Linked DNA regions of Mus musculus: all the other regions are linked to region 1. Evidence: chromatin contacts called from public Hi-C and promoter capture Hi-C data. All regions are on one chromosome and are shown on one strand. The core of a region is the stretch at or near the end of the contact, and the rest is flanking DNA. Distances in the headings are between cores, read along the strand shown. Region 1 overlaps Slc4a4 (solute carrier family 4 (anion exchanger), member 4). Region 2 overlaps Slc4a4 (solute carrier family 4 (anion exchanger), member 4). Region 3 overlaps Slc4a4 (solute carrier family 4 (anion exchanger), member 4).

The links. Hi-C and Micro-C count contacts between places; a contact is called where the count stands out from the background. Capture Hi-C pulls out chosen DNA fragments and counts their contacts.
Region 2: a contact with region 1 is called in a promoter capture Hi-C map of adipose tissue, with 4 times the contacts expected there. The contact joins two enhancer-like sites. A contact is called at or near these places in 3 of 484 Hi-C or Micro-C datasets (the HPC-7 cell line, cerebral cortex and olfactory sensory neurons), 2 of 115 datasets of contacts at active chromatin or transcription factors (heart atrium and kidney) and 1 of 9 other capture datasets (adipose tissue).
Region 3: a Hi-C map of cerebral cortex shows a contact between it and region 1, with 4 times the contacts expected there. The contact joins two enhancer-like sites. A contact is called at or near these places in 19 of 484 Hi-C or Micro-C datasets (the HL-1 cell line, brain, brown adipocytes and 10 more) and 7 of 115 datasets of contacts at active chromatin or transcription factors (SST interneurons, cardiomyocytes, embryonic stem cells and 4 more).

What each region holds. Positions count from the first base shown.
Region 1 is chr5:88,928,558-88,931,392 of GRCm38.p6, reverse strand. All of the region lies in intron 1 of Slc4a4 (solute carrier family 4 (anion exchanger), member 4), which reads right to left. Among named protein-coding and RNA genes, the nearest start is that of Slc4a4, 43 kb to the right of the region's middle. Within about 2 kb of position 1,557, at least 131 of the 459 cell types and tissues checked have an H3K27ac peak or open chromatin away from gene starts, as enhancers often do. A contact at or near this core is called in adipose tissue, cerebral cortex and cortical neurons, where this site is marked.
Region 2 is chr5:89,087,351-89,090,050 of GRCm38.p6, reverse strand. The region is part of intron 8 of Slc4a4 (solute carrier family 4 (anion exchanger), member 4); the gene reads right to left. Among named protein-coding and RNA genes, the nearest start is that of Gm35855, 140 kb to the left of the region's middle. Within about 2 kb of position 1,395, at least 17 of the 459 cell types and tissues checked have an H3K27ac peak or open chromatin away from gene starts, as enhancers often do. A contact at or near this core is called in adipose tissue and cerebral cortex, where this site is marked.
Region 3 is chr5:89,134,674-89,137,480 of GRCm38.p6, reverse strand. Slc4a4 (solute carrier family 4 (anion exchanger), member 4) reads right to left here. Exons shown (of 27, transcript NM_001359211.1): 13 at 1,661-1,835. Among named protein-coding and RNA genes, the nearest start is that of Gm35855, 90 kb to the left of the region's middle. Within about 2 kb of position 1,555, at least 21 of the 459 cell types and tissues checked have an H3K27ac peak or open chromatin away from gene starts, as enhancers often do. A contact at or near this core is called in cerebral cortex and cortical neurons, where this site is marked.

The DNA.
Region 1 (2,835 bases), core at 308-2,807:
GGGACACACAAACCACGTCTACCTTCTCGAAGACATCTTCTGGTGCTCAGGGAACAGTCCAAAGTGCAAGGAGCCACCGGCTACCCAGCATTTGTGCACACAGATAAGGAGGACGTCGCAATGAGAACATTTTCCTAAACTCCTCAGAAGCACGACAGAATCCCAGAGCACTGCATGTACCCTAACTTTTTTTTTTATCCTCCCTCCGGAAAATAGAACTAACCCCAGGTCAGTCAGCATGCTGAGTCCAACACAACCGACTGTAGACGCCATTTTGGACCCTCTTATCCATCAGGCAGGATCTTAAAGCATCCTGTTGTCTCTTGATATATTTTCTAAACCTAGATATCGAAGCTTGTTCCAAAAATTATATGCCACATGTAAAGCAAAAGGGAAGCAAGAAACCCAAGAGATTGGAAGGGAAGGTAAAAAGGTCAGCACCCAAGCCCTCCGGCCAAGTTGAGAAAACAACCCAACCCCACCGTCTGAGCACGGAGTGGGGGTCACGCTGGGTGCATTCCTTGGCTCTTTGGTGCATATTTCACATTCCCGTCAAGACTATACATAGCAAGTCATCAGAGCCTCGTTTTCTCTGACGGCTCATACAGAATGCCCACAAATAGGCCTCTTCTCTGCCAAAAAGGAGCGAGTGAAACAGGGCAAAAGCACACAGCCTGGCGGCGTTCCTCTTCCTCAAGAGCAAAGTCATCCTGATGCCTTTGGCCTTCTGCACGGGGCAGAGGCAGTCCCTCCTCTTTACATGACAAATATCAGTTATTCAGCCTTACATTTCTTAGCAGTTGCTGGCTATTATTAGTAAGACAGAGAGAGATACCATGTAAAGTGGCTGACCTAACCAGTTCCCCCCTCCCTCTATAAATCACTAGGAAGAAATTAACTCATCCAGTCCGTAATCAGGCCCCCAAATCTGTCCTTTAAAATGTCCTTCGCACGTGCCCTGCATTTGCTGAAATCAGAGAAGGAAGCATACTGTTGCTCACATAGCCAGCGTGAGGCAAAATGCAGAGTGGCTCTGGAAGCTCCTTACCAGCCTCAGGGGTGAGGGAGGGCAAGCTTCATATCACATGGCCTCTGATTGGAGAAGTTAAACCCCTTCTATACAAGTCCAGACCCATGGTGAGGGGAAAAGGTGGGGGGAGGGGGTTCTAAATCTCCATTTTTCTGGGATAGCAAAATGCTTTAACTGGAACCCATGTCAAATCATCTGCCAAATGGGCAGGTTCTCACCAGCCGGTCCTAATCACGGAGCAGGCCTGTGAGGGTGACTTAAGTCCGGCACGAGAAACATTTGTGCAAAACTGTCAGCCACTAGGCCCAGAGCACCCATCCACATTCCAGCCCTCTGAGATCCCACCCCCCCTGAGCCCTTGCCAACTGCCAACGTGCTCGCAGACTAGTACTCACAGCGCAAGCAGCTGCCACTCAGCCAGTCAGCAAGTGGCAGGCCGCCAGCGCACAAGCTTCAAGAGCACCAGCCTGCTAGTCCCAGGGCTGTTAAAGGTTGAAGGTCTACGGGTATGCTAGCCTTTAGATTCGCCTCACTTGCCCTCCTGTCTCCCTCTCCCATGCTTCCCTATCGCGCCTCCCACGGTAGCAGTTCACTCGTCTCTATGGTAACAGCATCTGGTTTCAGAGTTAGAACTTCATGCAGCACAGTTCTCTCTTAGCCTGGGGCTTTTGCCAAGAGGTGCACTAGCAAAAAGGCTGCTGCCTGAGTTGGAGCCACCTGTTTCCCTGTCACCCCGGGAATGACAGTTATGCTGCGTGTCCTCGGATTGTGGCATCTATTTTGTGGAACGAACACTTTAACCTCAGCATGCTCTCCACAGTATAGAGGGGCTGTGCTAGAGCTGGCAGCCAGCGGTATCCAGAGCCAGCCTATCTCCCCCACAGTCTCTGTTGTCAGGGACTTCTGCCTGCTTCCAGAGGTGGCACCAGGGAGCAGAATGACTCCGGCTGTCAGCATGTCCAAACTAGAGTTTGACATCACTGGTTCAATCAGTGCACGCAGCTTCAATTTTATTAGTTAACCTTGTATTTAAACATTATATTCTATCCTCGCCATTTGGTTTGTTGATGACATCCAATGAACCCATCACCTCTCCATTTATAGAAGCTTTTCTGTACCCAGCATATGCTAAACAATTCTGCACTCACATGCCCTGAGGCACAGATATGTATAAAACGTGGAAAAATACCGAGAGTGAAGACTTTTATATCAGCCATTGCTGTTGTGGTAATTATGAACAGTGTTGCTGGGGAATTTTGCTTACAGTCTAAAGGTATCACAAAGCTCAAACCTCAAAACTAGGCTCTCCCGGCTCTTTGGCTGACCTTAAGTCAGATAAAAGATAGAACATAGCACACCACAGATTTCTACTCCAGAACAGCACAAAAATGCCTAAACAATGTTCCCCTGTCCTCCTCACTTCTAAGAGGTAGAGAATCATTCTTTATTATAAGCTCGCTGCAAACACGATGTTTTCTTTTGTTTTTTGTTTTTTTGTTTTTTTTTTAACCAACAGCATTTTTATCGGTGCTTTTGTTACTTTGTAAAATGTGCTGTCCGTATTTGCGAGGTGTATATAAAGAGCAACATACAGCTGTCAGAGTCCTGGGTGACAGAGCCATCTCAGCTCTGTAAAGTGCACTGCCATCTTTTGGCAACATGTGTTCACTACAGCCGATGGATGGCAAGAGGAGAAGGAAGGAAAGTTTGTAACCATTCCCTTCCCAAGTTCACAGAGGTCCCTGGGGGGCCTTGTGTCCCCACAGGAAGTGAGGAAGAACAACGGTGGTCACTGGCTTAACCAT
Region 2 (2,700 bases), core at 146-2,645, 160 kb before region 1:
TCACCAAGACAGCAATTTCAAATTCAGACATGATTTAATAGCTTATCCACTTGCTTTCTGACAAGATACTTATTTCTATAAAAGACCAACACCACTTCAAAAATAAAAATCAAGGCTTCCGAGTATATTTAAAGATAATAGACAGTAGATAATGCTTAAAATAATCCTGCTATACTTTCAGAACACGAATCCTAGATCAAATTCCTCCAGGAGATCTATGTAATACTTTGTCTGATAATGCTGTTAAACAATGAGGTAACCAGATAAGACGTTACAAGGTCACATGACCCTTCCATGTATTCCTTGGACCCTGCAAAGTGCTTCAATCTCTACCCCTAACATTGAACCTGCAAGTGTCAGCTACTACTGCACCATTCTCGGCGTGGGGAGTCAAGCCCTATAAAGCTATATAAGCATCTCTGAGACTTAAAGCTAACAAGATAATGATGAAGATCGCATATTAGCGCTGCAGATGTATCTCAGTGCTTGCAGACTTGTACCTTAGGTACCAAACCCTAGATATGATCCCTGGTGCTAGGAAGGAGAACGGCAAACTACTGTCTGTCTTCCCACATCATCATGGAAATCAATAGCCAAGCCTTGCTTCTGCATCGCGTCTGTCCTGCAGCTCCATCTCTCAAAGATCAGAGAAGGAACAAAGGAATACAGAAGGCCAAGCAAAGACAACTTGGAAAATTAGCTGGCTCCTACAAAAGAACATTCCAGAGCAACAACTAAAAAGAAAGAAGGAAGGAAGGAAGGAAGGAAGGAAGGAAGGAAGGAAGGAAAGAAAGAAAGAAAGAAAGAAAGAAAGAAGGAAAGAAAGAAAGAAAGAAAGAAAGAAAGAAAGAAAGAAAGAAAGAAAGAAAGGAAGGAAGGAAGGAAGAAAGGAAGAAAGGAGGGGGAGGGAGGGAGGGAGGGAGGGAAGAAAAAAGAAAAAGAAAGAAAGAAAGAAAGAAAGGAAGGAAGGAAGGAAGGAAGGAAGGAAGGAAGGAAGGAAGGAAGAAAAGAGAACCAGATTATATATTGAGATGCACAAGTCTATGTGTTCCAGATGTATTTGTTAAGGTACTCCTCGCAGGTGTTTTTCTGCTTAATAAACATCACATTCAAGCAGGGATGCGGCTGGGGCACTGGATCGCTCCATTGGGGCTATGCTTTTCTGCTGCTCTTAACTGTTTGGAGCTATTTTTCTATCGGGCAGCCACTACTGAAATTCTGAGTGCATGGGGCTTGGCAGAGCGAGGAAGAAAAAGTGCAGCCCACAGATTTGTTTCTTCTGCTTTCCCCAAACAGAATCTCATTTAAAATATGCCCTCAGATTGTGTCATCCCGTGGCTGTCAGGAAGAACCAATCTGTTCCTCTTCGGTACACCGAACATAAAGCCCGTCTTTTTGTGTAGTAGGAAGTTCTATAGCTGCCGGGAGCCATGAGGCAAGGTCACAACTGTTCAGAGTGTATCCAGTCAGAACCATCATTCAATCTGAAACTTCCGCAGCAGTTGGATGGACGTTTGGGAGGCAGACTTGGAAAAGCACCCGGGACGAGTTTGACTTCACTGCCAAACTCACTCCCAGGACATTGGCTAATTAATTATAAAAGCTTTCTTCAAAACAAATTTGTGCCTGGCAACCTGTTTCCCCCACCCAGCCAGAGGAAAAATAGGTTAAAAAAGAAAGAAAGGGGAAAAAAAAAAACTAGGTTCATGGTATTAAAACAGGTTACAGAAATAAAACCTGGGGTTACCATAGCTTCATCTACTTGCAAGTCTGATTTTCTTTTGCCTTAAAAGGCTTCGAGCGCTTTTGCATGTGAGGCATAAACTTGCTCCTACCCCATCCTCCTCCTCCATGTCAGAGGGAAGACAAGACTGTGGGTCAGTTTAAGCTCCTCTCCCAGCCTCCGGAAGGAAGCAGGCAACAGAAGTGCTCTCAGGAGAAAGAGCTCACTGAGTAACTGGCTCAGTAGCAGCTATGTTTGGGCGGATAATTTCTCTCAAGATATACCCGCTGGCTTGCATTTGCTAACTTTGAAAACAGAATGAGTAAAACCTCTGAGCTCCGCCTTTGGTCATCACCTTAACATCAGCCTCAGCTACTATGAGAAGCTGCTGCGAGGGAAAGAAGGTTGATTTCGAGAACCTGATCCACACACATTTTATATAAAAATCAGCAACCGAAGCCGATGATGCACCAATGTATTCAGATCCTTGAGGCAAAATTTGATGTAACTCTCTTTGTACGCTAGCTCTGGAACTTCCTCTACATAGGCCCAGGTTTGAAGAGACCCAACAAAGTAAGAAATTTCTCCCAGCCAACAGTTGCCAGCTGCCTGTTCACAAACTTCTGCCTAGATGGTTGTCCCCAATAAAAGAAGATGTATTTAAAAATGTATCAAACATATATGCTTAACCCTAATTACTGTGACCTTATGTAAGTTCAAGTCCCCTGTCAGAGGGCACGAATAATTAGCACTGATCAGTAAAAGCTCAATGGAGCCACAGTGAGTGTCGAAGAAAATTCTAAGGGTTCAAGTTCCACCACAGGTGTATACCTACCAACACATTAACGATCAAATATTCTGATCTCTGACCATGTCCAGAAGAGACAGAAGAAGGCAGAAAAACTAACCAAGTCAGGGTTTGTAGAGAGAGGCCCAAGGAGTCAAGAGTGACTATCAAGGTCACATGGAGGGGATCA
Region 3 (2,807 bases), core at 306-2,805, 210 kb before region 1:
ATCCTGTTGTAACCTGGATGAGGGACTGCTGCAGCGCTGGAATCTAGGCCAGTGTTTATAAAAACTGTATTACTGTTACAGTTTAACCTTGCCTTATGAATGAGGACATCCACTGCAGGGGTGGCAACAAAACACATTTGGTCTCTGCAAACCATGCCCAGGGGTGTCATGGAGATTCATGGTCTTTGATCAGCAAAATGCTAATCAATGGTAATATTTAAGAGCTAAAAGCTCTCACGGAGAGTTTGAATTTTCAGTGCATCTGTGAAAGTCAGAAAACGAAGCAATGATAGGTCTACAACCACATGATATAAAAAAAAATAAATGGTGGTCACCTCTTTTCCTGAAGCCTCAGCTTTTAAGGGTGGCCATACTGTGAGGAAGCCCAAGCTAGTCTTGTGGAGATGCCACGAGGAGTGTCCCTAGAACTCAGCTGTTCCAGTCACTCAGGCCTAGGCACTATGTGAGTGGAAACCGTTAGACAACTTCAAGCTCAGGTGGCATCACACTGTAATGTGTAGGAGGAACCAAAGAAAAAAATCACTCAGCTGAGTCCAAAACTGCCACATGCATGAAGGGCAGCTTCATATAATGGACAGGCACACTCATATGACTGTGAAACTTATCCCTTAGTACCTGGTGCCACGAAAAATGTTACTCTATCTTATCTTTGCGTTTAGAAAGGAACTGAGAGCATAGATGGATAACTAGAGGCAAAGTAGGAATGTAACAGAGGTCATTTGGGGGAATTAGCTGCGTTCACAAACTAAGATGCTGGCTGGTAGGCTGTGTGAATACCTCATGGGTTGGACACTGATGGGACGTGAGTGGAAAGGGCAGAGTTCGAAAGGGCTTAAACTCACATTCAGCTCCACTCACTGTGTATTCAGTACCTACTGTTTCTAATGCCATGATCAACTTTAAGTCATTTCCACAGGTTGTTCTAATTGATCTGGGGTGGGGTGGGGTGGGAGTGGGGGGAGCATATGACATCTTTTCTATTATGAAAATCATGGCTATTATTGATGTGAAAGGATGGCAAACACCACCTCCCCAGTAACCAACCAACTGTGGTTGTGATTAACACTAGAACATTAACCCAGCCAGGTCCTTAACAGCTCAAGGGGAGCTGGTCCAGGAATAGAAGAAATAACTTCAGCTGGGATTCACTAAAGCTGAATTCTACCGACAGACATGCCAATCCAGCCTTGAGCAGACCACCCCATTGCTTGATGTGTGCATTTGCTCTTCTTGGAACAAGGACAAAGAGTCAGGTAAGCACACATCCCCAAAGAGTGTGATCACCAAGTGAAAACCAAATATGGCCCATGCACTCCAGATCCCGGAAGCTCTAAACCCTGTCCACCACACAGGATCCAAGCAGCTGAGACGCTTCTGCCCAAATAGAATTATAGAGCCGCATTTCCTCCCCTTCTTTTCCCCACTTGTGACTCAAGCCAGATTTCATCAAGCTATTTTTGTAATTACTAACATGCTGGAAATACAGCAGCGAGCCAGAAGCAAAGTAAAGTGCAGCATCCAGCAAAAGAAAGACAGTCACGCTGAGTAACTGAAGGGCCATCTGCTCCTCGCCGAGCAGCAGGGGTGAGGAGGACAGTCTGCGCTGGACTATTTGCGTCCTCTCTCAAATCAGACCCACCTGCATGTTGTCGGTGGCATCCCCGAGCAGGCCTCCAAAAGTGATGGCGTTGGTTACGGTTGCCAGATAAATGAAGAGAATCGCAGAGAGAGCCTGAATGTTTAAAGCATCATAAAAGTCACTGGCAAAAAATGGTGCTTTCCTCTTTATGTCCTTAATTAATCCACCGCAGAACCTGAGCAGGGAGAGAGCAAACATGTGAGCGAGGGTAAGATAAACCATCATCAACTGCATCAAGACATAATTCACTAAACCACGAAGATGTTGGACGTAAAGTGCTTGAGTCAATGACCAGATACTATTTAAGACCTTCTCGTTTAGATGAGACAGAAAAACAATGTGAAGAAATCTATCTTCTCCTTTCTCCTTTTTTATTTTTCAGTTACTAGAATAGGCCCAACATTTCCCAAAGATTGTCCAGTTGGTCTTTAGATGAGAGCACTGAGTAGAGAAATTATAATTTTTCCGTTCTCCAAAAACAAACATCCAAGTACATCACACATCATGTAAAGCCCCTTAAGACGTTGTCACAATGTCATTTCACCCTACGCTGTAAGGATGAGACCCGTGAGGCCCACATCCTCCCTCATTATTCCGTGTCCTGGGGAAACAACATTGAACAACACAGACTCTGAAGTTCTGACACCATGGGGCTTACTTCTGGGAAACAGGATAGACAGGATGGTACGTAAGTAAAAATCATGGAAAATTTAAATGGAGGTGGTAATTACATCATTCTAGAGAAGACGCATAAAAAAAATTACAGATAGATAGCAAGAGTGGGCCTCTGAGAATCAGAATTTGGAATAAGGACCCAAAGGCACAAAGTGAAGAAGGCATGAAGGGGTGTGGTAGACAAAGGTGCAGGCTGAACCCAAGCGCCAGCCTACTTTACTTCTAGGAGAACCTCTTGAGCCAGCCTTCTCCAAAGTGTCCCTTTCTATACCCTGACATCTCAGCCTCAGCCAAGCTGAGCATCCCACTTCAGGACCTGTGATACACACAGGGTTGTGCACCTACTAAATGAGTGTGGAAAGGAGAGAGATGGAAGAAGGAAAGGACAGTCTGATGCCATTCCACAGCTCATATCTGGCCCGTAAGAATGTGACAATGGTTTCCCTAGTGAAAATAATTTATAAAGAACTGT